4 separate regions of the Sus scrofa genome follow, and all the other regions are linked to region 1. Evidence: chromatin contacts called from public HiChIP or PLAC-seq data. All regions are on one chromosome and are shown on one strand. Each heading gives the region's core, a stretch centred on a gene start, on an enhancer-like site or on the middle of the called end of the contact. The rest is flanking DNA. Distances are from core to core; before and after follow the strand shown. Region 1 has its middle 150 kb from the start of EGFL6. Region 2 has its middle 24 kb from the start of TLR8. Region 3 overlaps LOC106506896 (a long non-coding RNA gene). Region 4 has its middle 110 kb from the start of TMSB4X.

The links. HiChIP or PLAC-seq counts read pairs in DNA pulled down with a chosen protein or histone mark.
Region 2: a contact with region 1 is called in an H3K27ac HiChIP or PLAC-seq map of alveolar macrophages. The contact joins two enhancer-like sites. A contact is called at or near these places in 2 of 2 datasets of contacts at active chromatin or transcription factors (alveolar macrophages and skeletal muscle).
Region 3: an H3K27ac HiChIP or PLAC-seq map of alveolar macrophages shows a contact between it and region 1. The contact joins two enhancer-like sites. A contact is called at or near these places in 2 of 2 datasets of contacts at active chromatin or transcription factors (alveolar macrophages and skeletal muscle).
Region 4: an H3K27ac HiChIP or PLAC-seq map of alveolar macrophages shows a contact between it and region 1. The contact joins two enhancer-like sites. A contact is called at or near these places in 2 of 2 datasets of contacts at active chromatin or transcription factors (alveolar macrophages and skeletal muscle).

What each region holds. Positions count from the first base shown.
Region 1 is chrX:10,063,205-10,070,949 of Sscrofa11.1, forward strand. No RefSeq gene overlaps it. Among named protein-coding and RNA genes, the nearest start is that of EGFL6, 150 kb to the right of the region's middle. Within about 2 kb of position 4,152, at least 8 of the 83 cell types and tissues checked have an H3K27ac peak or open chromatin away from gene starts, as enhancers often do. A contact at or near this core is called in alveolar macrophages, where this site is marked.
Region 2 is chrX:9,621,462-9,629,206 of Sscrofa11.1, forward strand. No RefSeq gene overlaps it. Among named protein-coding and RNA genes, the nearest start is that of TLR8, 24 kb to the left of the region's middle. Within about 2 kb of position 3,535, at least 6 of the 83 cell types and tissues checked have an H3K27ac peak or open chromatin away from gene starts, as enhancers often do. A contact at or near this core is called in alveolar macrophages, where this site is marked.
Region 3 is chrX:9,703,265-9,711,009 of Sscrofa11.1, forward strand. The region is part of intron 2 of LOC106506896 (a long non-coding RNA gene); the gene reads left to right. Among named protein-coding and RNA genes, the nearest start is that of TMSB4X, 56 kb to the left of the region's middle. Within about 2 kb of position 4,502, at least 28 of the 83 cell types and tissues checked have an H3K27ac peak or open chromatin away from gene starts, as enhancers often do. A contact at or near this core is called in alveolar macrophages, where this site is marked.
Region 4 is chrX:9,753,962-9,761,706 of Sscrofa11.1, forward strand. No RefSeq gene overlaps it. Among named protein-coding and RNA genes, the nearest start is that of TMSB4X, 110 kb to the left of the region's middle. Within about 2 kb of position 2,665, at least 22 of the 83 cell types and tissues checked have an H3K27ac peak or open chromatin away from gene starts, as enhancers often do. A contact at or near this core is called in alveolar macrophages, where this site is marked.

The DNA.
Region 1 (7,745 bases), core at 2,902-5,401:
TTACTAAAATATACTGAATTGTACGCTTTAAGTGGGTGAATAGCTTGGTGTGTGAATTACATCCCAGTAAAGCTGTTACTAACATGCAGACTGGAGGTGAGAGTTGGCGTTCAATGTGGAAGGGCTTAGATGCCGTGGTAGGCATTTGGATGGTCCTGTCATCCGTGGGCAGCCATTAAGATAGTCACAGAGTAGGATCATATAGTCAGAGTTTTGTTTTAGAAAAGCTACTGTTCAGAGTTCCCACTGTGGCACGGTGAGCTAAGGATTGGCTGTGCCACACTTATGCACAGTATATGTCATAGCTGCAGCTCGGATACGATCCCTGGCCCAGGAACTTCCATATACCATGGGTGAAGCTAAAAAAAATTTTAAAAAAGAAAAGGGAGGAAAGAGGAAAGACAGAGAGAGAGAAAGGCTACTATTCTAGCAGCGTGTGTGATGGATGGGAGTAAGGAAAACCCAATGCAAACCAACAAGAATCTGCCTTAATTGTGGGTATTTTATGAAAACATGGGTTTGTGTTTTGTTCTCATGTTAATTGTTCCTTCCATATCAAGAAGGTGAAGTCTCAGCACTTCATTTGTTCACAGGAAGATATGTTGCAAGGCCTTAGAGCAGAATTCAGCTGGAGACACCTCTTCAGACAGCTCCGCCTCCTTGCCAACACTTGGTACTGTTTGCGTATTTGGTTCTAGCCGTTTGAGTGGGTATGGCTTGGTAGCCTACTGTGCTTTTGATTTGCATTTCCCTAATGACCTGGGATGCTGAGAATCCTTTCATGTGCTCATTGGCCATTTTCTATCTATACCCTCCCTTCTGCTAAAGTGATGGTTTTATAATGAGAGATTGGTTCCTCTGCCCTTTCAAAGGGGGAAGACATAAACCTAGTGGTTCTCAAGCCAGGCAGTTTTGTTCCCCCCAGGACAGTCACCAGGTAAAACACAGATGCCCACTGAAATCTGAATCTCAAAAGAAATGGCAAATAATTTTTTGGAATATGTATGTCCCAAATATTACATGGGACATAACATACTAGCAAGTTATTTAACCTGAATTCAAAGTGAACTGTGAATCCTCTATTTCTTTTTGCTAAATTTGGCAGCTTCACTCCAAGGAGATACTCCGCAATGTCTGGAGACATTTTTGGTTATCACAAGTCATTGGGTGGTGGGGAGGGGGACGCTGCCAGTGAGTGGAGGGCGTATTTACTGCTAAGCATCGAGCAGTGTTCTGGAAGGTTCCTCGTGACAAAGAGTGATTACATTGGTAGCTTGGAGGTTGAATAACCCTGCCTTAGCAGATCCGAGAAGAATCTGAGCCCATAATTATGGGCACCATCAGCACAGCTGCCCAACCTCACCCCTGACCCTCAGCCCACAGCGTCCCAAGGCCCCCCACATGGCCCTGCTCTTGTGACATGAACCAGTCGGGTTTGAACAGAGGAGCCGAATGAAAGATCGCTTCCCCTCCCCAGTCAGAACTGCCGACACTGTACATTTTGCCATTGTTTCCATTTTTTCTTCCCCCAAACCTACATGATGGTGGCTGATGAGCTAGCATTTATCACATTCCTGTGTGCATGGACCGTCCATCAGAGAGCAGCGAGGAGACCTTGATGGCCTTGATTAATCCCAAACCCCAGCACTATTTAAGAAGGAGTTGCCAGAACACTCCTTCTTAAAGACGGCTTCTCCTTGATGCTGTATCTTGACTTGCCATTATCATGCAGCATCCCCGTGGCAGACAGGTTCACGTGAGGAATTCTGTGCGCAGGGAAAGGGGCAGTTCAATAATTCAGCGGCTGCTTCTCAACCAGATGAAGTCGCCTCAAGCAGTTCTGTCAAAAATCGTTGAGCTGCCCACAGGCGCCTTCAGACTCCGGAGAGGTCAGTTGCTTCCTTCCAGCCACACAGTCAAGCACAAGGCGCTTTGGCTTAGAAAGTGTTCACGACCACTCCTGCCAAGGATGTTCTTTCGAATGACCTTGGTGCTTTCACTGTCCCTGTGTTGGGAGCCATGCTTTGTTTCATGAATCTCTCCCAGAAAGCAAAGATCTCCAAGATGCTAACTGTGTTGTAAAAAAATGAGTATCAGGGAGAGTTCCCTGGTAGTCTCGTGGTTAGGATTTGGCACTTTCACCACTGTGACCTGGGTTCAATCCCTGGTCTGGGAATTGAGATCCCACGTGAAGCTGCTGCACGCCGTGGCTGACAAAAAGAGTATCAGGTTAAATTGATATTGATAAATCAAAGAAGAATTGGTTCTGGGCATATAGTTTTTTAAGGAAAATAATTCATAATATCTATCAAGTTTTTTTTTCTTCTTTTTCTTCCACTAAACATTTTTTAAAAAATTCCTGGCTGCCTTGGAGTTCTCGTATTTCTGTGATGTATTTGAATGGCAAGTCAAGGGTCCAAGAGGAAGCAGATAAGGCAAAAATGAGAAGTAACTGTATCGTGCAAAGAAGAGGAAGCTCTCTACAGAGCTGCTCTTCAGAAGCAGGTAATTTTTCTTCTAGAAGATGGACTTTTCAACATGAAAGGGCATGACAGTCATTACATCAACCATCAGCGGCCACTGGCTTTCTCTTCACGACAGCCGCACCGACTCCGTTGAAAAGCGGCTCTCAGCTCACTTGCCTGGAGACATTCGTTGTCCAGAGTCTGCGCATGCGCAGTGCGCTCATGCCGCCACATGCGCACTCCCCTTGGCAATGCTGTTCCACCACATGCAAACTCTCCACCCCCTGGACCACGGTTTCAAGGCTTACACAAACTGGGAACACTCCTCATTTGCCCAGATGGAAAAATACCAGCCACCGGGAGACACACTTCGTTAGCCCTGGATCCCCATCACAGAAGGGGCCACCTTGATGGGATTCCCAGGCTGCTCTTGGCCTCTGCCTGAAGCTGGGACCCTTCCCTGCTTGGGTGGCCTGCCACACCCAGGTCTATGGCCCCAACCAGATACGTGTTCCAAAGGCCAAGGTTAGAGGCCCTCCTGTTACTCTTGGGTCCACAGGTAGATGATTTTGGTTTGATTTTTGGTTCGATTAGTTTGCCTCTCCACAGACCTTAGGTCAGTAACCACAGAAATCAACCTCAAAGCGCACGAGAATCTGCCCTGCCAGGAGAACAAGTCCTGGGCCCTCTCTGTCCCAGGAATCCAGGCATCTTCCTGCTTGGTAATTTTCCTGTGAGTACCACCTCCGGGTACCGGTGTTCCAGCTCGGTCCCTGAGCACAAAAACCACCTGCCAGGGTTGGCATCTGTTTTTTCCCTCTTATTCCGCCCCCTTCCACCTGCAGAGAGCTGAAATAAAAATCTACGTCCATAAAAGATTCTTGCTTGACTAGAACTAAATGTGCTACCTCTGTAGAATAAAAGAACGGGAAAGGAAAAAATGCTCGTGCATTTTGAAAGCCTGGTGGAGGAGAGAGGGGGAGTACCCGGTAGAAGGGGCTCGGCTCAGCCCCCAGATGCCAGGCTGCAGGCCGACAGCAAGCAGGGCGGATTGTAAATGGATAGTGACAATTCTGTGGGGGGAAGTGACGGGGAAGGTCATTTCAGCTGAGACAGGCTCAGAAGGGAGCCCCCTGGAGCACCGCTGCTTCATCTGCCGGATGGGCCCCCAAGTCCATTCTGATGAGAGTGGTGGCTGTGGGTCTACATCGCCTGCTACGTTTAAATGCATAAGCACCTTGCTCATTGCAGCAGTGATCTGTGTGCATCTAAGGAAAGCCACACTTCCAGGCCAGCCTCCACAATGGATTATTTTTAGAACATGATTAGGAATCATCTTCAGCTGCCCAATTTCCTGTTTCCTTCCAATCAAGCCTTTTAAAAGACAGTACTGTATTCTTAAGCCAGAATGCTAGAAGCCCCCAGAATTCCAGTAGAGACAGTGCACTCATTGTTGAGAAGGCTTAACACATACGTGGAAAGGGTAGGAGATGGCCTCCGGGCCTGTTTTGACAGGTGCCAGGGGTGAGGGGTCCCTTAGGACAAAGTTCACCAGTTGGAGAGCTTTCTGTTGTGCTGGAGGGCCAGCACACGATGGCCGGCAACCTGACGTGGGTTGGAGTAAATGGACTACATATGTGGGAACGTGGAAATGAGAGCTGCCAACCAAGCATTTGCTCAGGATGCCTGTCTTGCCTAGTCTGTCATAAGATTACGTAACAGCAGCAAATTAGAATTTAATACACACCCAGTAGGGACCCAGATCGAAAGCTGTGTGTTCTCTAAATAGAAAAAGAAAAGATGCTATGATCCAAAAGTAATATCGGAGGCGAGATTAAAAGAAGCAGCTACACACAATAACCTCCATAATCTGAGAAATTTACTACTTCCGGTTTTGTTCCTTCCACCTATCACAGGGGTGTGTGTGTCAAATTTGCTTGCAACATAAGCTTCCTTCCGGAGGCAAGGGTGGTTTCATTTCTTTTTGCTGTAACTCGGCTCCCTATCTAGTGAATAATCCAAGACAGTGGATGAAAAGCCAGTTCATTTCAAGGAAATCCATCCTAGAGGCTCACGCCTGGTCATTTATTATTTCATTATTTTAAAATAAAATTCTGTACCCTCCGGTCCTAAAACCCTGGCCAGTGGAATGGGATCTGGAAGCGTTGGGGCTGTGAGATCTGTGCTGGGTGCAGCCACTGCAAGGAAGGTCCTGGGAAGCCGAGGGAGCTTGAACTGTGGGCAGGGCCATCAGAACCATCTGAGCAAATTTCTCCATGATTCGGCCCTCTTACACATGCTGGCGGGGTGCCCTGAATACTCACGTCTCATGAGTCCCTCTCTGTCACCCTGGAGCACTGTCCCTCACCAGCTGGCTGGAGGCTTACCTTAAGTCAGCTTGATTTGTTCCCAAATCTGTTTCTGCCAGTTGTTCTTGGACCTGTAATTCTGTGATTTTTTTCCTAGCCCTATTGACATACGGTTAACAAATTAAAAAAGTTTATATTTAGATTGCATATGATTTTTTTTTCCTCGCAAAGGTGTGCAATGTGATGATTTCATGCACAGAAACCCTGTGAAATGATTCCTACCATCCATGCATTTTAAAACATCCATCACCTCACTTGGGTACCTTTTGGCGGGCACGGTGAGAACACGTCAGACCTATTCTCTTAGCCAAGTTCAAGTATGTCACACTATCATTCTGTACTTTTATGAAAACTGCTATGAGGGTGATGGTTTTCACGCCCCACAGAGCCAGGCTCTGCAACAGAGGCACGATGTTCAAAGGTTCAGAAGAGCCAAGAGTCTAAGCACTCACTCACCCTCCTGTGGATTCTGTTGGTTCCAAGGACAGATGGAGACAGAAGACGCAGCAGGGGCTGCTTCTGAGACCTCAGTGGCTCAGCCACTCTTCTGAGCATCTCTCAGTACCAGGAGGAAGCTCCGTGGCACACCAGGAGTTGGGACTCAGAGGCGGAGCCCCCAGATTCTAAAACTGCATGAAGAAATATGGTCTCTTGGGCCCTATAACAGCAACAACAACAAAAGGAAGTTTTCTTTGGCTTATAACTTAGAGAAGAACATTTTGTTTATTAAAATGACTCTAATTAATTCACAGCTCTCACTTGGAACCACTCAAAGGGGAAAGGTCTGCGTTTGTATTTAAAATTGCAAAAGAGTGAAATATTTAGGATGCCAGTCCACAGCTCCAGTAAATCAATATTAGTGAATATTTCAGCAAGACTGCAAGAGGTTTCTTCAAGAAATTGGCACTAGGGGTTTTTCCCCGCCCACATTCAGGATAAAATGTAAAAGTTATAGGGAGTTCCCGTTGTGGTGCAGGGGAAACAAATCCAACTAGTAACCATGAGGTTGCAGGTTTGATCCCTGGCCTCGCTCAGTGGGTTAAGGATCCGATGTTGCCGTGAGCCGTGGTTTTGGCCGGCAGCTGCAGCTCCAATTGGACCCCTAGCCTGGGAACCTCCATGTGCCATGGGGGTGGCCCTAAAAAGCAAAAAAAAAAAAAAAAAAAAAAAAGTAAAAATTATACATCAAATCAGTGAATAGTACACAATTCCTCTGGATTTAATTTTATTTCACAAATAAATAAATGAAGCATGATGAGGCAATCCACTGCCATTTACTGTGGAAGAAGAAAAGTCAACCTTGGTAGAAAGACTCTTGGGTACTTTTAAATCAATGTTAAAATATGAGTATGTCATAGACATTGTACTTGGGTTTTAAGTGCTCCGAGGTTAGCTGCTACATCCTTTTCGTTATCCAAGCACCCTTGAAATTAGAAATGGAAACGTTCTTTGAGGATGGTCAGCTCTTCCTAGGAGGCGATACAGAACTGTTAATTCCCAACTCATTTCCTGGTCCTTGGTACACCGGCAGTCTTTTAAGAACAGTTATTCTCAATTCCAGCTGACCCGAACTTCACCAACTGCATTCCACCATAATTTCAGACATTCTCTTCTCACTGGGGAGGGTGGAACAAAATAATTAGGAGACAGGTCCAGAGAGCTTCAGGGAAAGACGGTTCTTGCTCTGTTCTACAGCTGCTGTTGCTGTCTGTTTGTTTCTCTAGCTTTTGCCATCTCCACCCACTCTTCATGCCAGCAAATTGACAGTCCTGGAGAATAAGACTATTGTGTGCTCACTAGTTAATTTACTTGGGGTTAATATCCAGGCACCGCAAATCTGACCCTTCCAGAGATTCCATCGATTTTTTTTTTCTTTTTTCTTTTCTTTTTTTTTTTTTTTTTTTTTTTTGGTCTTTTCTAGGTCCGCACCCGTGACATATGGAGGTTCCCAGGCTAGGGGTCGAATCGGAGCTGTAGCTGCCATCCTATGCCAGAGCCACAGCAAGGCAGGATCTGAGCCGCGTCTGTGACGTACACCACAGCTCAAGGCAATGCCGGCTCCTTAACCCACTGAGCGAGGCCAGGGATCGAACCCACAACCTCATGGTTCTTAGTCGGATTTGTTAACCACTGCACCATGACGGGAACTCCATCCAATGATTTTTTGACAGCCTGCTGAGAACAGTCGCCTGTAGGAGCTACAGATTCTGCTTTGTTTGATATACCAGTTGTAACAGGGCATAAGACACTACACCTTGCTTACATGTGAGCTACTCTGTATTGACTCAGACACCCTTGGTCACTTTCAGGTTCTGAGTTCTCTTTCTTGCACACGGGTATTTAGGCTTCCACAGTTCCGTTCAAATGCTCCCTTCCTGGATGGACTAGCTTAAGGGGGTGCTACATTCAATGTTACTAAATATAAAAAAACGTGGCACTGGCTTTCTTAATGACTGGTCAGAAATTAAGGCAGTTCATTAAATCAACATTTTTGAAAAGTTTATTTTATCGAAGTGTAGTTGATTTACAATGTCGTGTTAATTTCTGCGGTATAGCAAAGTGATTCAGTTATACATATAATGTGCATTCCTTTTCGGGTTTTTTTCCATGATGGTTTATCACAGGATAATGAGTATAGCTTCCCACACTATACAGTAGGACTTTGTTGTTTATCCATTCTTTATGTGATAGTTTGCATCTGCTAATCCCAAACTCCCACTCCATTCCTCCTTCCCCCCACCCCCTTGGCAACCACAAGTCTGTTCTCTGTCTGTGAGTCTGTTTCTGTTTCATAGATAGGCTCATTGGTGTCATATTTAAGATTCCACATAGAAGTGAAGTCGTATTTGTCCTTCGCTTTCTGACTTCGTTTTAATTCAGTATTTGTTAGGAGCCCACTGGGCATCACGTG
Region 2 (7,745 bases), core at 2,285-4,784, 440 kb before region 1:
TCAATGCCTCCACACATGTTGCTGCCCTGAGACACCTCTTCCTCCAGGCTTTACTTACCTAACTCCTACTCATCCTACAGGGAGAGGTTAGGTGTTGCTTAGAGAGGCTTGCCCCTAACGTTCAAATCTAACTTAAACTATCATCTTAACATTATCACGAGTTTTATTGAGTAGATGATAGAGAAATGGATAGAGTGCTATTAACGCACAGGTCTTCCATTAGACTGTGACCTCCAGGGATGAGGGAAGGTGTCTTTGGTCCAATATTCCATCCCCGATATTCACTATAATGCCCGATACACAATAAAGATTCTCAATACATATGTTTCAAGTGAACAAATGAATGAATGCATGAATGAAGGTTCAGATAGACTTCTCTAGCTGCACGCTGGGACAGATGCAGTATGAGTAGGAGGTCACACTGTCAAATGTCACACTCCAGCACCTATGTGGAGGGGCAGGCTTGTTGTCCTTTGGCTACCAGACAGTGCCAACCCTCTTGGATGACATGAGGCTGAGTCCATGAGGCTCTGCGCTTGAGCAGAAATCATTTGTATTCTCTGAATGTTGTTAGGCTGTGGTTCAGAGCAAGTACAGCATAGATGAAAAGAAGAAGGCAAGGGGTGATGTCATAAATTGAGTGCAACAGTATAGAAATCATGTGGTGATCCATAAACAAATACAGAGAGCTTTAGGAGCTGCTTGGCTGTTAGAGAATTCCCAGTATTCACTGCCATCTTCAAGAGGGATTTGAAGGCCTAATAGAGATTCACCCAACCTAGTGACAGGTGCATGGGGACAGTGACTATTCTGACATGGATTGTTCTGTTTTTAAAGCCCCCTAAATAACAATCTAGGCCCTATGCCTTGAGGCCTTTATATCCAGCTGATTGGCTCCTTGAACTGGCCCTGCTAGGTCTCCAAAGGGGACATGATGGCTTCTAAAGAGAGAAGTGACAACAAAGATTATAATTTAGAAACAATAAATGATGAAACAGTAACAATGATGGACCTTCTTTGGTATGGTATGAAGAGGTTAATATTCATTTCTCAAACATCATTGGCCTTATGGAGGATAATTTTAGTACTTGACATAAGCTGAAAACAGACATGATCCTTCCACTGATTGGACTAATGTTTGCTGTGGCTGAACAAGCTCTCTAGGGACTTATTAAGAAATACTGAGCTTTCAAAGATGTCAGTGGCAATGGCTAAAACATTTTACCTCTAATCTTGGGAGTATTTCCACCTTTGAATCAACCAACCAGATCCAACCAAGTTTGGATACTCTGGCGATATTGCTTACATTGGAAATGGATATAAAATGTGTGTACATGTATGTATAATGTATACATATAGATGTATGTGGAAATGTATTTATAAAGATGGTCATTATTGACTGATTAGTAGATATTAAGAAATTTAGTTAATAAAATTTAAAATAAGGAGATTGTGAGGAAAATGAAAGCATAACACAGCAATTTCTCTATTTCTGTGAAAATGTTATTTTATACTCTCTGTTTAATAATGGCAGGGTGACTGAAAAGCATCACTTCATCAAAAAGCAAAAAAACAGGGAGTTCCCATTGTGGCTCAGTGGGTTAAGAACCCAACTAGTCTCCATGGGGATGTGGGTTCAAGCCCTGGCCTTGCTCAATGAGTTAAGGATCTGGCATCGCCACAAGCTGCGGCATAGGTCACAGATGTGGCTCAGATCTGGTGTTGCTGTGGCATAGGTCTGCAGCTGCAGCTCTCTTTGGACCCCTAGCCTGGGAACTTCCATATGCCACCAGTGTGGCCCTAAAAAGCAAAAAAAAAAAAAAAAAAAAAAAAAAAAAAAAAAAAAAAAAAAAAATCAAAACCACAGAAACACAAAAAAACCCCAAATCCTGAGGATTCCCTCTTAGGGAATTTCTTTTCCTGGTTTAGCACAAGAGCTAAAAAGTAGCTAAAAGTGAACAGGTATTAACTGTGTAAGGTATTATCTGTGTAAGGTGGTGGGGAAGAAAGAACAGGGAAAATATGGGTGAGTATGTAGCCAAGGGAAGAAGCAAGGCTGGGGTGAGTGGGAAAAGCCATGGTTCGGAGGCAGTTGAGAGAAGCAACAAAAAATAAACTCAGCTTCACAGGCTATAATAACCCATACATTACCTATGGTCTCTAGGACTTAGTGTGTGACAGGTCTATAAACAAATTAAGAGATAGGAAGTACATTACAATGATGATTGAGCAGAGCTTCCAAAAGAAAGTTTAAAATTTATGTCCACATATTGATCCTTCCTTTATGAAGCACATTTAATTTGCCATAATAACATACACATTAAAAAATGCCTTTAAATTCTATGTATACTTTTTTTGTTTGTTAGAAATTTGTGTTTGTATTGAGCCAGAAATCTTTCTCCCTAAAGACTCCTAGATATTTCTTGCTAAATAGGCCACCCATTGGGCACAGTGCTGGACACAGAGACTAGAAGAGGTAAGTGCAGGATTCCTGAACCCCAGGAGAACAAAGCCAGCAGAGACGATCCTGGACAAAGGATACTGGATAGTAATACTTGCCTGGGGAGAATGGCAAGCCGTGAATTCAAAATAGGCAAAAATCCACACACCTTGGAGACCAAATAGATTTATGGAGCAAAGCACAGGAAGGTTTCCAGGGAATGTGAAAGGCTTTAGCCTGACAGAGTTGGGAAGACAATGAAGCAACATTTGTAAAATCTGGTAGGAGTTCCTATTGTGGCTCAGCGGGTTAAGAATCTGACTAATATCCATGAGGATGTCGGTTCAATCCCTGGCCTCGGTCAGTGGGCAAAGGATCCAGCATTGCCACGAGCTGTGGTGTAGGCCACATATATGGCTCAGATTCAACCCCTAGCCTGGGAACTTGCATATGCCACAAAAGGGGCCCTAAAAATAAAAATTTTAAAAAGATCTGGTAAACTTGGGGAATGCAAGTCTTCATCTTTGATGTGTTGACTTTGGGGTGATGGTGAGAATCTTTAGCGCAGGATCTCTCAACCTTGGCACTGCTGGCATTTTGGACTGTAGACTATTCCGTTGGAGGAGGCTGTCCTGTGCACTGTAGCATGTTTAGCAGCATCCCTGGTCTCTACCCACTGGATGCCAGTTTATATGCTCCACCTGTAGAGAAAAAAAACTTACTAAATTCTTAGAGTTCAAATCTCCATCCATTGGGTATAGATTATAAAAAGTTGCTTACTTTAGTCCTTAAACTTGGGAAAAAACAGGAGGGGGTTTATTCCACAATGTTACCCACACGTGTCTCCTCCCTAGAGCATCTTAGAGCAGCTGTTTAATAAATACGGAATAAAATTTGGAAAATTCCAGATAGTCATCTAATGTTTATCGTAGAAATGATGCACATGGCCTAAAAGTGGCTAGTTTGGGGGAGAAAGCAATATGTTCACTTTATGTGCGACTCCACCTTCTCGCTACTTCTCGGTATTCACTCAGCTTCCAGCTCTGCGTCAGTGACTGCCATTTTCATGAACCATTGGCGCCCTCTAGAGTTCCCCATGCGGTAAACCCAGAAATGCCGACAAATCTGTAACTAGAGAGAAGGCCTTGTAGAGGCCTCCTCTGTAGTGAAAACTGTCTGGGAGGGAAACCACCCCAGGACTGAGTCAGGTACCCAAGGGGCAGCCTCACAACTACAATCAAGCTTGGGTTTTCTCACTCCCAACAGGGGTTTATAAAAATAATGTATAGAAATAATAGCCATTTAGTGAACAGCAGCTCTGTATTTAATCCTTACCAAAAATCCCCACAGAGAACAGAACTGTAACCATTTACTGGTAAGAAAGCAGGTTAAAGGTCTTGCTCCAGCTGACACAGCTTGGTGTCAGAGTGAGAATTTGTACCCAGTTCTTATTTGCTTTGAAATCTAAACTTGTTTCGCTTCCTTCTCTGTCTCATGTCCTGTTGTAAAGGTCAGATCACATACTAGGGTGTAAATCACCATACGGATATAAGGGATGAGGATGAGAAATGCCCGCCCATCTTAATTATGAAAGTCCCATGTGTCCCTTGGGTCCTCTTTCCAGCCCACATCATCTTGTCTTTGAAGCAGTGGGTCTTCAGCTTGGGCAGGCATCACCTGGAGGGCTTGTTAAAACAGCCCGGGGCAGGCCTGAGAATTTGCATCTCTAACAAGCTCCCGGGTGATGCTGATGCTTCTGGGTGGAGACCATGCTTGGAGACCCACTGGTCCAAGCATCACCCAAGTACCGCACTCAAAATGAACAATTTCGGTTTCCATGTTTGACAGCACTTTGCTCCCCTATCCTGGCACTTCTTTGTGTTGTCTCGGTCACAATTAGTCGCTTCAGATCCCTCCCCAACAAGACCAAAAGTTCCTTGAACCGCAGTCAAGGAACCGCAATTTCCTCACGCCTGTATCCCCCCCCCCCCGCCCCCGCCTTCGCCCCAAGTGCCAAGCCCAGTGGATGTTAGGGCAACTGTTGAATACATGGGGAATGAAATTCTGGAAAGTGATCTGATAAATACATTCATTATATAAGTGATGCACATATTAGCCTTTCCAGAGATTTCCATGGTTCGTTTACGGACGGCAGTATCTTAAGCCCAAATGAATATGTTTCTAATGATGTCCATTTGGGCAATGCTGAGGGGATGTAGTTTGAGCAAACGCCTTCTGAACAGTTTGGCTTCTTCGGGTCTCCCTGCTCCTCCACCTCATCTGGATGGCTCTGCATAGCTGCTCAGCTTCCAGTGGCCGGAAGTTGCAAGTTAGGCACTAATCTGAACACGCCATCATGATTTTCTGGTCACAGAACATGAAACATTGCAAAGGAAGGCTCATTTAAGATGCAGGTGAACATGGTCCAAAGACAATGTAAACTCCTAGATGCGTGTGTCTTCCTTTTCGCGTTACCCCATCGGATAGGTTCCTGGAAAGTTCTTTCCGCCGCCGGCAGCCTGGCTGCTGAGTCTGGAGCCACAGCATGAGGTGGGTCCAGCGGGGACTGCGGGGGGCTTGCAACGCTTCCCCACGAGTCAATGCCAATCACTGCCGGCAGGGGGCAGCCACAGTCTACCAAAAGCGTTGGCTTTCCGCTTCGCTAGGCGCTAGGGTGTGGAATCTTTGTTTATTCTGAGAGCTGGCTTCTCACCTGCCTGTGGACACAAACCCTCCTCCAACCAGTACTACTACCATAGCCTCAGAGCAAGTGCGTGGAAAAAAAGCGAGTCGATAAAAGGCTGGATCTAGTGCAAATCAGAGAATGGGCTCGATCTCATACAAAGAGCAGTTTGGGGCGGCGGGGGGGGGGGGGGGTGACCTAAGCGTACACAGTTTGTCCAGCAGTTTCTAGGTTTAATCCATGTAGACATGAACCAGTAAACTCAAGTGAAAGTTTTTTATTGGCTCCTGGTGATGTCATACAAGGCTGGGAAAACTGGTTTGCTGGGTGTGGGGCTTTTTTTATTCCCTGAAACATCTTCTAGAAAATGCTCTAAGGCCTTTCACCTTCTGCCCAGCCAGGGCCTTTAGCTGTAACTGGATACTAAGCTTTTCCCAAACAGACTTTTGACACACAATAGAAACCCCCAGGAAAGCGGGAGTGCGGAAAATAAGCTCGGCAGCAGCCGGTCAAACCTAGATCAGCTGGGAGTTTCTGTGGGCAAATGCAAGGCCAGGGTCCCACCCAAGAGGGTCTGATGAACTGATCTGGACACAACGTGGGTGCTGGAGTTTTGAAAGCTCCCCAGGTGATTCCACCGTTCAGCCAAGACTGAGAACCATTGTTAGTTGTGAGCCTTTGTTCCTCTGTGAATTCCCACGCCCACCAACTAGTCTAGATGCCTTCTGCCTTGAGCACCAGTTTGAAACATAACCCCTGGAGTTCCCTGGTGGCCTAGTGGTGAAGGATCTGGTGGTGTCACTGCTGTGCCACGGGTTTGATCCCTGGTCCGGGAACTTCTGCATGCCGCGCGGCAGCCAAAAAATAAAATAAAACCCCCCGTTAGCATAGGGTCAGAGGAATGGAAACCTGATCAAAATGGAGCAGAGTCCATTTTTTTTCTCTCTCGAATCGCCTCCATTAACTGCTCCCATAGGATGCCAGCCTGCTGTTTACTTTCTCCATCTCTGAATGGAGTGCTTGTACTTGCTGACCTTCACATACCTCCAGGTTGTCTAAAAGGAAGCCATGGGGCACTTTGACTTTTGAGTGACCTGGCAATTTGTTTGCATCAAATCCCTTTGAACCTTTGCATTGGATGATGAGGTCACTGTTTCCATATGTTGCCTAAACCCTGGAGTAGAAGGCTCCAGGCACAATTGAGGTCAAGTCGGCTTGAAGGTTAATACACAGGGGCCACCAATGGAGGCAGTGACCTGGGTGAGTCCCAGGAAACCTCATTCTCATGGCCCAAAAAATGGCCATCTGCCCCATGAAGCCTCTGGGACAGTTAGACTAACCATCCTAACAGGATGAGTTAGGGGGGTGTATAGTGTGGTTGTGGGGGTGTGGTGGAGGGACTAGAGCTTTGGAGTGTATGACAAGCTGGCACCGGCCCCCTCTTACCAGCCAACGTGCACTGATGCAGGTTTCTCACTGGCTTGGAGCTTCCCCCTGCTCATCTGTACTCCGAAGAAACAATAACCATGTCAGCTGGTATGTCAAATAATGGGATAAAGCTGTGATGTGCTGGGAATGCTTAACAGCTGGTTGGGGGCAGGGAGAGGGGCGGGCAGCACCCTGATATGTAGTGTTTGCCCATTTCCATGGTATAAATGCTCCCACCATGGTTGATTTCAAGACACCAGTGTGACATCACTGCATGTGGAATTGGGAAGAAATGTGGCAGAATCTCACAAGAGATTTTATCCTTGTCATCCCTTGCCCCCAAAGGAGCATACATGCTGACATACGGTTTTACCATTTTTAAAGCACTTTCACTTACACTATCTCATTTAATTCTCAGGGCAACATCGCCAGATGGGCAGGGCGAGCGTTATTTCTCTGTTTAATAGATGGGAGGCCTCAGGCTCAGAGGGTCCAGAACAAACTGCTCAAGGCCACACAATAAGTAATCTGTAAAATGGGTGCGGTAGGCGGAATAATGGCCCCCAAAGATGCTCGCATCCTCCTCCCTGGAACCTATGATATGGAGGTTACACAGCCAAAGGGAATTCAGGCTGTGGCCAGAATGAAGTCTGCTAGTCAGCTGAAAATAGAGAGTCCTGAATTATTCAGGTGGGGTGAAAGTAACCCCAGAGGTCCTTACAAGTGGAAGAGGGAGAGAGAACCAGAGAGAACGTGACTACAGGGGAAGGATCAGAGAGATGCAATGTGGCTGGCTTTGCAAATGGAGAAAGGGGTCAGAAGGCAAGGAATGTGGACAGTTTCTAGAAGCTGTAAAAGGCAAGAAAGTGCATTCTTCCCTAGAGACTCCAGCAAGGGACCCAGCTCTCCAGCACCTTGATTTGGGTCCTGTGAAACCCTCGAGAGACCTCTGCCTCCAGGGTTGTGCAGTAATACATGTGTGTCGTTCAAGCTCTCAATTTGTGGTCATCGGTTCCAGCGGCCACAGGAAAGGTATACAGTGGACTGGCGATTGGGCCTCTTCCTCCTCCCTCAAGTCGCAGCTTAAATTCTGCCTCCTGGGGGGAGTCTCCCCGCCCTCCTTTCTAGACCTTTGCTTTCACCCCTGAGTTCCCACACCTGGCTTTTAGCATTCGCCATATGGTTGGAATTCAT
Region 3 (7,745 bases), core at 3,252-5,751, 360 kb before region 1:
CAATGAGCCGGAGCATTTGGTGCTGACACAGGAAAGGGAATCATACTCCTAGGCCTGTGCATCTGGGGGAAATGCTTGTTTTATTTTGAATTCAATAGGCAGCTGATGAGTTTTCCATCCCTTCCGATCTCACCAAGCTCTGCTGTCACGTCCACTGGTGGGTGTTTGCAAATATAAAGTGGTTAAGTATAGTTCCACCTCCACAGATGACTTTCAGAAATTGTAAGTGGACGGTCGTTTATGAAGTTTTGATTAGATTGCAAAAAAAAAATTTAGAAATCTGTGTGTGTAAAAAGAAAACAACTGGCGTGAAACCACAGGTGTTGGGAGTGGGACTGGTAGCCAGGAAAAAGGATCTTGACTGGCTACAGTTAGGAGAGTGCCTGGGTTGGCAGAAAAGGGAATTGGTTCCAGCCTCTCACTTTGGCCCTTTCACGAATCTTTTTAAAAAAAAAAAAATCTTCTTTTTTTTAACAGTGGAAAGGGGCACAGATAATAGTACAGTAGATTGTAAGAGTCACTCTTGCCATCTTCTGTAGGTCATGAATGTGGGCTGTTAGGTAAAAACAAGTGAGAAAGAGAGACAGAGAGCTTGATTGATTTTGATGTTAGAATACATATAGAAAACCATTTTCTCCACAAAGCAATTTAATCTGGACCATAGCCATTAAGCACTAATTAGGCTAATACTAAGTGTTTGGAGAGAGGCAAAAGTGGGCTTGAATGCAAAAATTTCATTCCCTTGGACACATGTTTGATTCCTTATAAGAAAGTTGTAGAAAACCCATGACCTAAATCTCTGATCTTGGGTATTTCCAAGGAAACCACCCAACTTCCCCACTGTCTTAGATATAACACAATTAATGAAATGCCTGGCAGGCCCCAGAGGTCTTTGTGTAGTTAGATTAATAGCAGTGAAAGTCATTAGCATCTGAGATTTATCTCTCTCTCCAACCAAGACTCCTTAGGCTTATTAACCATCCAAGTGGAAAGAGAGGAAGAAAAAACCCCAAAGAAACAAATAAAAACCAACCAACAAACTAGTGATGCAGTTAAGAACCTAGGATTTTCCTGAAGGCCAACAGCTGAACTCACACCACCAGAGAGATGGAAAGGAATTCATCTGTCAGCCTTTATTTAGCATTGGGCACAAATCATTCTTGGCTGTTTTAATAGAACATGGGGTGGATAGCAATCAGATCCTTGTGTTTTAATAAAATACAGGTTAGTATAGCCTCCTTTTACAGATAATGAAACTGAAGCTCTGAGAGTCATCAGCCATCCTGAAGTCTAGAAGTTTCTAAGGCCAGGACTCAAACCCAGGACTCTAGAATCTAGAGCGTTTGTTGTCTCCTTAGCAGTTATGCCCTCACTAGCCTCACTGGGGAAAGATCTTTTCACACAGAATTTTTAAAAAGTGAGGATGGTGCAGGTGGTGTGTAAACATGGTCCAAGAGTATCTGAAAAGGAAACCAGCTCACTGGTATGCCAGGTCATGAGATGACCAGGGCATGAACGTGCACTAGTAAACTACAATGCACATGGGAGTGGCAAAGACACAATTGATTGTACCATCTGGAAAAGTGGGGAAACTTGAGGAGAAAGAATGCTGAGCAGAAATGTGCTATATGGGTTTGTGTCAAGCAAAGATCAGTATCTCATGTTTCTTTTCACTTAAGCAGTTTTTCCTACTTCTGCCATGTCCCTTCTTTGTGAGCTAACATAAGTTTATTGGTTGAGTACAAAACAAGAGAGTCGGTTGGGAACGGACGTTCTTTTTAAATCAAGCCTCTTCCAGTGAGACTCCATCTTGAGGCAAAGCTCCAGGATTTCAGTGAAAGTTTGCTTTCTTAGTAAACAGCCTTGGACATTCTTCCTCATCATCTCTCACTGATGTTCTTCATCGTTTTATCAGTGACTTGTAGATTGGAGGAAAAAACCCTAGATTTTAAGATAAACTTCTAGAAAGCAGGATGGAAGTTGGAAGGTTGGTACCTAGCAGCTTGGAAGACAGGATCAGAGTTCAAAAGAGAGGAGGGGAAATTGAAAAAGAATTCACAAAACAGTACAATGAATATTTGTTGAATGAGTGCTAAAAATGCAAGGCAGTTCTTCTGGGGAAGATGAAGATGAAGAAGCAGGTTATAAAGTGAAAAAGTCTATGGACCCTAGTTGTGGTACCTTTGCTTCTGAAGTAGAAACCTAAGATATATTGTGAGAAGCAGAAATGTACTTTGTAGCAGCAGTTTATTGGATTAGGCTGTTGAAAATAATCGATTATTCAGAGGGTAGTTCTTGACTGGTGCAATAAAATGTACTCTCTTTGCATTATTGAGGAGAAACTGACATACAAAAAACTGTATGCATTTAAAATGCTCAATATAATGAGCTTTGATTTATACACAAACCTGTAAAACCATCTCCACAGTCAAGACGCTGAACCTTGCCATCATCGCTAAACATTGCCTCATGCCCATTTGTACTCTGTCTCCCTCCAGTCTGGGTACCCAGGTAACCACTAACCTGTTTTCTGTCATTATTGATTGTATTTTATAGACTAGTTTTATATAAATTAAATCAAATAGCAGATACTCTTTTTAGTCTAGCCTCTTTCACTCAGCATTATTTTGAGAGGCCATGATCTTTCGAGTGTCAATATTTCATTTCTTTCTTTATTCCCCAGTGGTATTTCATATAGTTTATTTTTTGAAGCTTAGTTATTACTTTCCTGGATAGATAAGTCAGTTGATGCATTCTTACTCTCGTTATCCTATTTTTTTGTTTGTTTGTCTCACATTATTGACTCAATATATACTTATATTGATTTACTTAAGGATTTGGTTGAAAAGACTCTCTTCGAGAGGATTCTATGAGAGGTCATTAATTCATACATTTATTCAATCATTCAGCAAAGATTGATTAACTCTTTCCTAGTGCTAAAAGATAAACTTAAGATAAACTGAGTTTAGGCAAAAATCTATTTGAATGGGGCAGCACCAAACGGGAAGTGGTTAAGAGCTGGCCATTGACTGGAGCTCAGGGAAAGACTTTTATAGAGAAAGGGCAGAAGCAAAATAAGGAAATGATTTATTGGCTGTGACTTCAAGCCTAGTTGGCTGTTTGGGATTGGTTGTCCTTACGTTTCAGTTTGGTAATCTCGAGGTATTTACAGGCCTAGATTTTGGTTTGCTTATGTAGGCCACCAGGTCATTAGAGCCTCCTCTGCCCAAGGGTCTCTTTGTTTCATCAGTTCAACTCTAAGTCCCAAGTATTATTCTAGGTGCTGGTGATAGAGAAATAGGGGAAACAGACCTGAATCCCAGCTCTCCTGACTTTATATTCCAATGAAAGGAGATGGACATTTTGCATTTTTTAGCTTTACTGAGGAGCAGTCAATTCTCCTGATCACTTTGATTCTCATGCTCCTTTTCTTTTTTTTAATGATTTTTATTTTTTTCCATTATAGTTGGTTTACAGTGTTCTGTCAATTTCTGCTGTACAGCAAAGTGACCCAGTCACATATATATATATATTCTTTTTCTCACATTATCCTCCATCATGTTCCATCACAAGTGATTAGATATAGTTCCCTGTGCTCATTCCTTTTTTAAACAATAAACACAGTGAAATATTTTAGGAGAACCCTGATGGCTCAGCAGTTTAAGGATCTGGCATTGTGACTGCTGTGGCACAGATTTGATCCCTGGCCCTGGGAACTTGCACATGCTGCAGGTGTGGTCCTCACCCCCCCCCCAAAAAAAAAAGAAAAGAAAAATTATAGTATGTTACCATGTGCCCTTTAGAAATAATAGAACAAAGTAAAAGGTCATCAGATGCCATCCTAACAGTGCAGCCCATACTGGGACCGGCTTCCATAAACTGAGGAGGATAAAGACTTTGGTGTGGTTTCTCTCAGTCAGACTCAACAAGATCCCGTGAAAATCGACTCTCCAATAGGGCTTAAAAACAACAACAAAAAAACCCCACACAACCCCCCAAGGCTACCATGAATGGCCAGGAGTCACAAAATGAGGTGATCTTTCCCTTGGAACTGCCCACAGATATTAAGCTTTTGTGTCCACCTGTTGGAGAAGCCGGGAGGGGGGGAAGAGGTGCATGATGGGAATCAGGTCAGAGAGTTTTAATTGGGGAGAACACCCTCCCGAAGCTCCAAATTGGTTACATTATGGGAGTGAATGTCCCCATTTCCGTTCCAAATGTAAACGTCCACCCAGGAATGCATGTGCTTCGTTTCTCTGGTTTTGGGAGAAGGGAGCCAAGGTAAACTGAAAGATCGGCCACGCCAAAGTGTCTGGCTCAAAAACGGGTGGAACGGATACCCCAGGCCACAACCAAAGAATGCGGCACTGTTTCCCCAGCTGCAGAAACGTTTTGGCATTTAAGCTGAGGAAGTTTAAGGGAGAGATGTAAGGAGAGAGCTGTGTAACCAGAGGACGAGAACCTTCTTTGTCCGCCTCCGGCACTTTTACTCCAGCGCCATCTGGCACCCGTCCAAGGTAGCCTGAACTTTCTGAGAAACTTGATTTCCTGTTCACACTGCCTCTGGACTGGAGGGCTGGGGTGACCAAGGCGGAGGAGTGGAATGGGGCTGCGGGTTAGCTTAAAAGCAGGGGGTGGGAACTCTCTGCTCCCACACGCTTAGCAAAACTCCCAGCAGCAACTGTAAAAATAAAACTTTGAGCTCTAGAAGCTTTAGTTCTTTCAACACTGAACTTCACTCATGAGATAAGGATCTTTTGGGAAGACAAGATTTTTGGTTTAGTTTTGTTTCAGGGTCTTTTAAAACAGAACACTACGAACTTCTTAAAACCCGCGCGGGGGGGGGGGGGGGGCTTACCATCACCTAGTTCCCCTCTTCTGTTTTACAAAAGAAGCCAGACAGAAGTGAGAGCTGTTAAGTGACATTGGCAAGGGGATGGGTACCCAGGGTCTATACTTCCTGACTCTGAATGTGGTGGAGTTTCCTCTGTGGATTACAGAAAAGTGCAAGTTCAAATACCAGGCCTTGGTGAATTTTACTATATGTAAGTTATACCTCACCCCCTAACTTAAAAAAGTGGGTGTTACCCAGGCCTCCCCTTGAACTTGAGTCTGCTAGATTCCAGAGCCCAGGTATTCCTGCGTTTTGCCTCTCAGTAGCATTGCTGTCGGCACTGTGAATGCGTAGTCCTTTCGTGGTTTGTGTTTGAGGAGGAAGCTGAGGGCTGACGAGCTTTCCAGGATGAAGGCATTAACCATGGCACTTGGAAAGAAAAGCTTGCTGAGTCCTGAGTGGGACAGGTCAAGAGCTGGGTGAATTTCACTTCCCCATGAAATTAATCACTCTTCGCCTAGAGGGGCAGTTATATCCCGGCCAGTTTCTGCTTGGAGTTCAGGATAGAAAAACAAAACAGCGGCTGGCCCTGTGATGGGAAAGGGACATTTGGTATTCTTGTTAACTTCCTGGCTAATTACAAAGTGTTAATGACATTCAAAGGAAACTTGCCTCCTTCGATGATCTACAAATAAGGAAGGGCAACAGAAGGTGAGCCAAAGAAAAGACAAGGACCTCCAGGGAAGTGCAGAGCAAAACCAATCAGCCTTGATAATCACAGGAGAGAAAAGCATCCTAATTTACAAAGGAAGTAGACACCCCAGTAACTCGGAAAATCTGCACAGACTAGGTGGGACTGAGAGCCCTTAAACCAACCCTAGCTGCTCTTCAAACCTTAAGGATTTGTTATTGCAAACCGCTTCTCAAACAGTACCTCATGGGATAAGGTACCTCTTTTCTAACATCCATCGTAAAAGCATAAACATACAGTCCAAATAATGTGTGTTAAGAAGAGTTAGGAAACAAGTAGAGAACAGAGACCACAAAGATTTTTAACTTTGGTAACAGAAAACATTTGTTTTTTAAATTGGAGTATAGTTGGCTTACAATGTTGTGTTAGTTTCAGGTGTACAGCAAAGTGAATCAGTCATACATATACATATATCCATTCTTTTTCCCCATATAGGTTATTACAAACTACCGAATAGATTTTCCTGTGCTCTACAGGAGGTTCTTGTTAATCATCTGTTTTATGCAGTCGTATGTGTATGTTATTGTCACCCTCCCAATTTCCCCCCCCCCCCAAAGGTTTCCCCTTTAGTAACCATAAGATTGGTTTGGAAATCTGTGTGTATGTTTGTTTTTTTAAATCAGTTCTTTTGTATCATTTTTATTAGATTTCACGTGGAAGTGATAGCTTATGATTTTTTTTTTTCTTTCTCTGTCTAACTTCACTCAGTATGATAATCTCTAGGTCCATACATGTTGCTGCAAATGGCATTATTTCATTCTTTTTTAAATGGCTGAATAATATTCCATTGTATGGATGTAGCACATCATCTTTATCCATTCCTCTGTTAATGGACATTTTGGTTGTTTCCATGTCTTTCCAGTTGTAAGTAGTGCAATGAACATTGTGGTACATGTATTTTTTCAAATTATAATTTTCTCCAGACAGATGCCCAAGAATGGGATTGCTGGATCATATGGTAGTTCTATTTTTAGTTTTCCGAGGAACCTCTATGCTGTTTTCTTTTTTTTGTTTTTTTGTCTTTTTGCTATTTCTTTGGACCGCTCCCGCAGCATATGGAGGTTCCCAGGCTAGGGGTCGAATCGGAGCTGTAGCCGCCAGCCTACGCCAGAGCCACAGCAACGCGGGATCCGAGCCATGTCTGCAACCTACACCACAGCTCACGGCAACGCTGGATCATTAACCTACTGAGCAAGGGCAGGGACCGAACCTACAACCTCATGGTTCCTAGTCAGATTCGTTAACCACTGCGCCACGATGGGAACTCCTATTCTGTTTTCCATAGTGGTTGTACCAGTGTACATTCCTACCACCAGTGTAAGAGGGTTCCCTTTTCTCCATACCTTCTCCAGCATCAGCATCTATTGTTTTTGGACTTTTCGATGATGGCCATTCTGACTGGTGTGAGGTGATAACTCATGGTAGTTTTGACTTGCATTTCTCTAATAATTGGTGATATTGAGCATGTTTTCATGTGTATGAAACATTCTTTGATAATATTCCTTCAGAAGACCAACATAATATTTTGTTTTGTCCCTTATGAGTATTCTCAATGAATTTTGTTCTTGTGGTTATAATGATATTAAATTTATGATTTCGAATTTTTCCTTTGAGAACATAAGGTTGCTGGGCAGGCTCAATTAGTTTTGATCCTCCCTACAGTTTTGGTTTTTATCACACATCAGTCTTGGCTTTCTGGGGACTGAATCTTTTTATTCCTCAGCACTCTGAGTCAAGCTCTGCTCCCAGCCTGTACCGCAATTGCTGAATGAATGGGTTCGGCAACTTCTGAAGTTCCTTCTTGAAATTGCTTTGTATTTTATGATGCCTATTCAATGATTTTCCAGGTACTTTCAAGAGTTGTTCATTTGTTTTCTCTCTTTCCTGGTTCTTTACCCTTTCTCATTTCTACTTGCTCAGTAGGTATTTTTGCATGTTAGATGTCCCCTCCCCACACACGATTGAGATGTGTTTCCGGGCTGTCTTAGGCAACAATTTCTGGATGTTCATGTTCATGAAAATAGGGGTCAAGAAATTATGAAGGCCAAAGGTGTTCAGTGTGACAATGGGATGAGTGAAAATAAATCACCCGGTTTGGGGATTGGTTGCTTTAAGATACCTTTAAGGATATACTAATTCTCTGCTTTTAGAAATTCTCTA
Region 4 (7,745 bases), core at 1,415-3,914, 310 kb before region 1:
CACACTCTGCCATGGGCAGGGGCAGCTGGAGGTGAACCAATCCTGGTCCTTTTCTGCTTCTGGCCGGATGTGACTGCATCACTGTCTGTGTCCCCTGGGGTAATAAAATATCCATCAATGTCCAATGAAGTACTTGTGATTGAATTGCTGCTTGTCAAAGCTTTGGAAGACAGGACCTGACCGTGTGTGCAAATGATTGATGGGAAGACCCAGCCAAGGCAGAGCTATCTAAAGAGGCCTTGGGGTGCTCACAAAACGAGGCTGGGGTTAACAGTCTCCATCCCTCCAGAGTTCCTAGGGTGATTGTGCAAGAGACTCATGATCTGATCACAAGAGCAAAAAAAAAAAAGAGTGCCTGTGCCGCAGATAACAAAGAATTACACAAGGCCTGCAGGCCTGCAACAAACGCCAAATATTTTAAAACACTTGGTGGAAATTTGAGCTGCAAAGCATTTTATCATCTCAGGTCATCGCTGTTGGGTCCAGCTGACGCTATGCTGTCCGCATGTTTTTACCAGCACTGGCCTTTCAATGGGGCTTGGAAAACCAGCTGAACCCTAGCTTGCTTTGCAGAGGGTTTAAGCCGGTTGGCTTGCTCAGTATAGATTGGCAGTGTGGCAAGAAGGAAAACTGAAATTCAACCCACTGCTGGGATTGAAACCTCTTGAGACGCAAATGTAGCAGACACTGGGGTGTGGCTTCTTCGTTAATTATGTTCTGTCAAACAAGGGTGGAAAATGTCAGCCCAGATTCAGGGCTGGGCTCCTCTGGCGGCCAATAGCAGTGAGCCTGGGACCCTGGTTGAAATGATGAAGAGCAAGTTTGAAAAACCATTCAGTTGATTTCAAGGCTTCCTGGGGCCGACGTTGAAACCACAATGTTCTCTTGTTGGGGCAACATGAAGAGCCAATCACAATTGAGGTTTCTCAGCATGTTCTGCCCATATTTGGCTGTAATCTTGCTTCATTCAACTAGATTTATAATATATGCACTTGAAAAGCAAGGCTTTGGGAAGTATGTGTGTGTGTCCCTCCCTGTTGCAAAAGACAACTTTTCTTGATGCTTTGGGCCTGCCTGTGTGTGTCTGGGACAGCTTCAAAGCAAAGAAAGGAGCCAGTGTCGAACATTTATTTTGTACTTTTATTTAAAAGAAGTAAAAAGCTTCCTCTGCAGCTTCTGGCTTTATATCATTTACCTGAAAATCCACAGAAAGACACTCGTCTTGTTTAAATAACCAGAGGTCGCTTAGGTGATTATGGAGATTCTGAAGGAATGTCATGTGCTTTACTGCATTTTATCTCTGATGTGGAGGAAATCCTTTGCTCAGAGACTCTGGAAAATAATGCATCCTTTAAAGTTTCTCCTTAAGGGCTGCTTGAGAAGAATGATCAAATCTTGTGGAGAGATAGGACACAAAAGCGAGAAACTTCATTCTCCCTTTTGCAAGTGAATATTCATCACCTGCTTCCGATGCATCGTCCTTCTCATTCTTACCACCATCCCACAAAGGAGAGCCTACTTTTAGGCACAGTTTGCAGGAGTAACCAAGGCACAGAGGTTACATAACTTTCCCAAGGGGCCAAGCTTATAAGGCGTGGAGCTAAGAATCCACCCCAGCCATCAGATGTCTAAGCCCCTTGGTCTTAACGATATGTCACTCTACTCCCCTGAGATGTTTTCTTAGGTGTACAGGCCAGAACAGAGGCCTTACGTGGTACAGAATGGCCCTGGGAACGCTCATCTCTAAGACATTGACCTTCTCTGACCCTCAGGACCCTATGAGAAGAAAGTGGCGAAGTCGTTGGGCTTGTCTCAGGCCTGAGGTTGCGAAAGTCCCCAGCGACCCCCAGAAGGTCACGCCCAGAACTGTCTGGTTGGAGAGGAGCCCACACTCCAGCAGCTGAGCCCCTCACTTAGGGCCCCAGTCTCAGGAAAGCCAGTTCTAGAAGGCCCCCCTCTGTGAGACTGAAGGCGCACGGGCTGTTTCAGAGACCCAGCAACACGGTCCTCTGTGTCTTCAAAACTGAAGTGAGGGAGTTCCCACTGTGCCACAGCAAAAATGAATCCGACTAGTCTCCATGAGGTTGCAGGTTCGAGCTCTGGGCTCGCTCATTGGGTTAAGGATCCGGCGTTGCCTGAGCTGTGGTGTAGGTCTCAGATGTGGCTTGGATCCTGTGTTGCTGTGGCTGTGGTGTAGGCAAGTGGCTGTAGCTCTGATATGACCCCTAGCCTGGGAACCTCCATGTGCCACAGGTGCAGCCCTAAAAAGCAAAACCAAACCAAAACCCCCCAAAAAAACACACAAAAAAACACAAAACCTGAGGCGACCCAGAGAAAGAGAGGGGGAGGTGGGGCCAGGCAGCCCAGCCTCCCCTGGGACCCCTGAGAGGCCCCACCTCCCCCCTGCAGAACAGCAGTGTTCAGGTGGGGCACCTTGCACCCCCAGGGGACATTTGGCAGTGTTTGGAGACATTCTTGGTTGTCACAGCCGAGAGAGGGTGCTAGTGGCATCTAGTGAGTGGAGGCCCAGGAGGCTGTTCAACACCCTCCAGTGCACAGGGCTGCCCCCGCCCCCAAAGAATGACGCAGCGTCAAGTGTCAGTAGTGTCATGGTGAGAAACCCGGCCTGAGAGTCTTGGTTCAGTGTGTTCCACCCACAGCTCTGAGGAAGCTCTGTCTGGGCCCTCCTCAGAGACACATTCTGAAACCAGGAAGCCAGCGGCCCATACAACTAGGTTGAAGGTGGCAGAGAAGGCGGAACCATGCCTTCAGGTTTTAATTCACTGCGTCTGTCTTCCCGACAGACAGAGGTCAGTGTTCTCCTCTTTACAGGCATCAGGGCCAAGGTAGGGGCTGACCCTATGTAGGAGATTGAATAGTGGGCCCCAAAGACATTAGGTCTTTATCCCTGGAGACTGTGAAAGTTACCTTATACAGAAAAAAAAAAAAAAAAAAAAAAAAAAAAAAAAAAAAAAGGATAGTCTTTGCAGATGTGATTAAGTCAAGGATCTTGAAATGGGGACATGATCGTGCATTATCTTTGTGGGCCCCACAATTACAAGTATCCTTAGAAGAAGGACGCTGAGGGAGGATGGTACATGCGCAGAGAAGAAGGTAATGCGATAAGAGAGGGAGAAGGTGGAGCAGCGGGGCCACGAGCCAAGGAATGCAGGCAGTCACCAGAAGCTGGAAGAGGCAAGGAACAGATTCTCCCTTAGAGCCTCCAAGGGGAGTGTGACGCTGCCATACCTTGGTTTTGGCCCAAGTGATACTGACTGCAAACTTCTGATTTTTACAGCCAGCAAGTTTATGGTAATTTGTGACAGCAGTCCCAGCAAACTAAAATACCCTGATACTCCTTGTGCCTCTGTGTTGATCAGTTGGGGCTGACAGACAAACTCTTCTAGCACAGACAATGTCAGAGCCCTTCTGGGGTAGGATTTGATGGGAGAATGGCCACTTTCTTTGCACCCCTCTCTCTTTGAAGCACCCTCTTCCATGAAAACATGGCATCTACCCTTCCTCTGAGTCTCTCAGCTAACAGTTTCCAGTGAATGCTGAACTAATGACCTGATAATCTCAGTGCTTTGTTCCAATCTCTCTGGAGTCACCTATCTTTTTTGTTTGTTTGTTTCATTTTTATTTTTTTGTCGTTTGTCATTTTAGGCCCGCACCCACAGCATATGGAGGTTCCCAGGCTAGGGGTCGAATCAGAGCTGTAGCTGCTGGCCTACACCACAGCCACAGCAACACCAGATCTGAGCTGCGTCTGCGACCTACACCACAGCTCACGGCAATGCCAGATCCTTAACCCTCTGAGCGAGGCCAGGGATCGAACCCACAACCTCATGGTTCCTAGTCGGATTCGTTTCCACTGTGCCACGATGGGAACTCCGGAGTCACCTATCTTTACCTTGATTTCCTATCATTGTACATGAGGGTTGCCCTATACTAGAATGTGAGCAGGAACCCTGTTTGATCGATCATGAAGCCTCTGAGCCCCCCAGCACAGGATCAAGCACATAGTAGGTGCTCTACCCTTGGTTAATGTGTGTTTCCTCCCTCCTGACTATGAGAAATGGTACTTGGTTTTCTGTATTGCCTGGTGGCCAAGTGGCTCAAAGCCAAGTCTAATGCTTATAAATAGGAATCCTCATACATTCCATCAGGCCCGCAGCAAATGCCGGTGGACACTATCAGCTTTGGTTTTCAACTGGGGTGTGATTTACATACAGTAAAATGCATGAATCTTAAGTGTACAGCTTGATAAATGCCTGTTCACACATAACTCCTTGTAATCACTGTCTGGATCAAGATGTAGACCCTTTCCAATTACCCAAGAAAGTTCCCGTGTTCCCCTTTCCCAGGCAGTTAACCCTCATGCTCCTCACACTCCAGTGAACCCCATGAACTTGGTCTGCTTGTTCATGAACTTGGTCTGCTTGTTCATGAACTTCATATAAATGGACTCGTACAGAACATACTGTGGGAGGTCCCTTGTGCAGGGGGTTTAAGGATCTGGCAGTGTCACTGCAGCGGCCTGGGTCGCTGCTGTGGCATGGGTTTGATCCCTGGCCCCAGAAATTCCACATGCTGCTGGCATGGCCAAACAACAACAAAACAACCAACCAACTAAACAAAAAAAGAACATACTCTGGTATCTGGCTTCTTTCTCTGCACATAATGTTTCTGAGATTTATCCATGTGGTTGCATGTATCAGTGTTATTTTCTTTTATTCCAAAAACTGTGTATTATTCCATTGGAAGGAGAGATACTACAATTTGTTTATGTATTCTTATGTTGATGAGTGTTTGGATCATTTCTAGTTTGGACCTGCTGTGAATAAAGCTGCTATGAGCATGGTATTTTATGGCCCTGTGCTTTCATCTCTCTTGGTTATATACCCAGGGATAAAAGTTCTGGACCATAGGGAAGGTGTCTGCTTAACATTATAGAAATTAGTATCACTAGTCTTGGTTTAGATGGAAGAAGACATTTTTAGAGAAAAAATGAAGTATCAATAATAAGTATCACTTATTTCTCCAATTCCATTCATTACAGTAATTTCTTTCCTTTCTTTCTTTTTTTTTTTTTTTTTTAAAGCCATATTCATGGGCCTATGGAGGTTCCCAGGCTAGGGGTTGACTTGGAGCTGCAGCTGCCGGCCTACACCACAGCCACAGCAACACCAGATCCTAGCCACATCTGCGACCTGTGCCACAGCTTGTGTCAGTGCCAGATCTCTTAACCCACTGAGCAAGGCCAGGGATTGAACCCACATCCTCATGGATACTGGTCAGGTTCTTAACCTGCTGAGCCATGACAGGAACTCCTAGAGTAATTTCTTAAAGAAATAGGGTGCCTTGTGCTCATTGACTCACCAGTAGAGAAATTCGAAGAATCACGAAGCATGAGAATAGAACAAACACCCATCCATATAAAACATCCTCGTGTCATTTTCTACTCACACCAACCGGTGTCTTGACAGCTGGTCTTTTCTGGCTTTGGGATTGAACATTGTGCTCACGGACAGGCTCCCTATAAAAGAAAATGTTTTAAAAGGAAAATTTGCTCTGTACTAGAGCCCTGATTGGAATGGCAGTGGCAGGCAGCAAAAAGTATGTGGAATCTACAGAGCAAGGAGACTCAAACCCTTGTGTGGTGTCTGTCCTGAGTATTTGAAGAAGTCTTACTCCCGTGCCAGATCCACGGCTCCCTGATGCCTGAGAAGAGGGAGCTGTCTTGCTGGCACGGCTGCCAGCTCCCCTCACAAGTGAATTCCTACGCACCAGCTGCTCCCCACTTGAGGGCCACTGAATTCTTGAGATCTTCAACAGCTTTGCAAACGTGGCTAGAGAAGAGGAAACTATTTTAAGACCCTGTAGTGTTGTCACAACACTATAGAATGAAGACGGGGATGCCAAAGGAAAGAATAGAATTGTCCAATACTTGGTTTCTCTTAAATCCTCATACTGTCCTTTGCCCCTTTCCTCCCATTTATGGGGAAAAAATTGGCCATGTCTTTGTGGCACTGGTCAGAGTGAATCAGAAATAAGAAATGTCAGTCACCCAGGTTGTGTATTTGACTCCCAAAGATGAAAACAATGGCAACGATTCAAGAGCTTTTTCTTATTTTTCTTCTTCTTTTGTTGTTGTTGGTGGACGTTTATTTTTCCATTGCTCTCCTGCTGTGTATGTAGTTGTTTTCTGGACAAAAATAAGTCACCTGAACTGAAGTTCATATTTTTAAAAAGGGGTGGCAAAAGAGCCCTTTTATAAGGGCACAAATCCTTTTCACGAGGGCTCCATCCTCATGACCTAATCACCTCCCAAAGCCCCCTTTCCAGATACCACCCTACTGGGCATTAAGATTTCAACATGTGAATTTTGAGGGGGCACCAACTTTCGGTCCATTGTGTGAGTAAACCCTAGAAGTGGGAATGCTGAGCTGTATGCTAACTATGTATTCAACTTATAAGAAATTTCCAGTTTTCTAAAGTGGCAGTACCATTTTACATTCCCACTGGTAATGTATAAGATTTCCAGCTGCTTTGCATCCTTGGCAGTACTGTCAATTTTAAGAAAGAATTGTAGACATTCTTATGGGTTTGTAGGGGCATCTCATTGTGGGTTTAGTTCATATTTCTCTGATGAATAATGATGTTAAACATCTATTCCTGTGCTCATTTGCTATCTGCACCTCTTCTTTAGCGAAGTGTGTAATCAAATCTCATGGTCATGTTTAAACTGAGTTGTTTTGTTTTTATTACTGGAATGTGAGAGTTCTTGAGATATTTCTGCATGTGATAACAATCCTTTATCAGATCAATTTGATTTGTAAATATTTTCTCCCAATCTTGTCTTGACTGCATTCTCTTACCAGAGCCCTACTGTATGCTATCATTTTCCGAGAGTTGGGGTTGTTTCTTGCCCCACTCCTGACCCCTCCACCATCTTGGACAACAGGGTAAGGAGCTAGGAGGTGCCACTGGCTTTTTTCCAATTCGTAATACTATGGCTATGGGTTAACATCAGTTTTCTGAAAGAAGACTATTGGCCTAAACAGTGGACATTTTACTCTCTAACTATGGTGTGCATAGAATAATCTGGAAGTTTGGATTAACATGTAGATTTCTAAACTCCGCTCCTAGAAATGTTTCTTTAATAATTGTGAGGTGAGGTGTTGCAGTATTCAACAAGCAGCCACATTTAACCTGATAGAGGTGGCTTTGGGACAACATTTTGAGAAGCCTTGAAACTCCAAGGTCATTGACAACCTGTGATGTCTGCTGTGGTCAGGATGCAATGTCTACATCCAGGTCTAAACAGAATGTTATGGCATAAGTCAGAGGAGGGAGAGGTTATTGTACAACCTGACAAGAAGAAGAAACACCAAGAAGGCAGGAATATGAGGACATTTTTACTGAACATTCGCCCATTGCTTCATCCATTTCCCTCTGCTATTATAAGCATGTCTTCATTTGGGCAGATATCTTTTATTTTATTTTTATTTATTTATTTATTTATTTATTTATTGTTTTTCTGCCACTTCTTGGGCTGCTCCCGCGGCATATGGAGGTTCCCAGGCTGGGGTCCAATCGGAGCTGTAGCCGCCCGCCTATGCCAGAGCCACAGCAACTCGGGATCCGAGCAGCGTCTGCGACCTACACCACAGCTCACGGCAACGCCGGATCCTTAACCCACTGAGCAAGGGCAGGGGTAGAACTCTCAACCTCATGGTTCC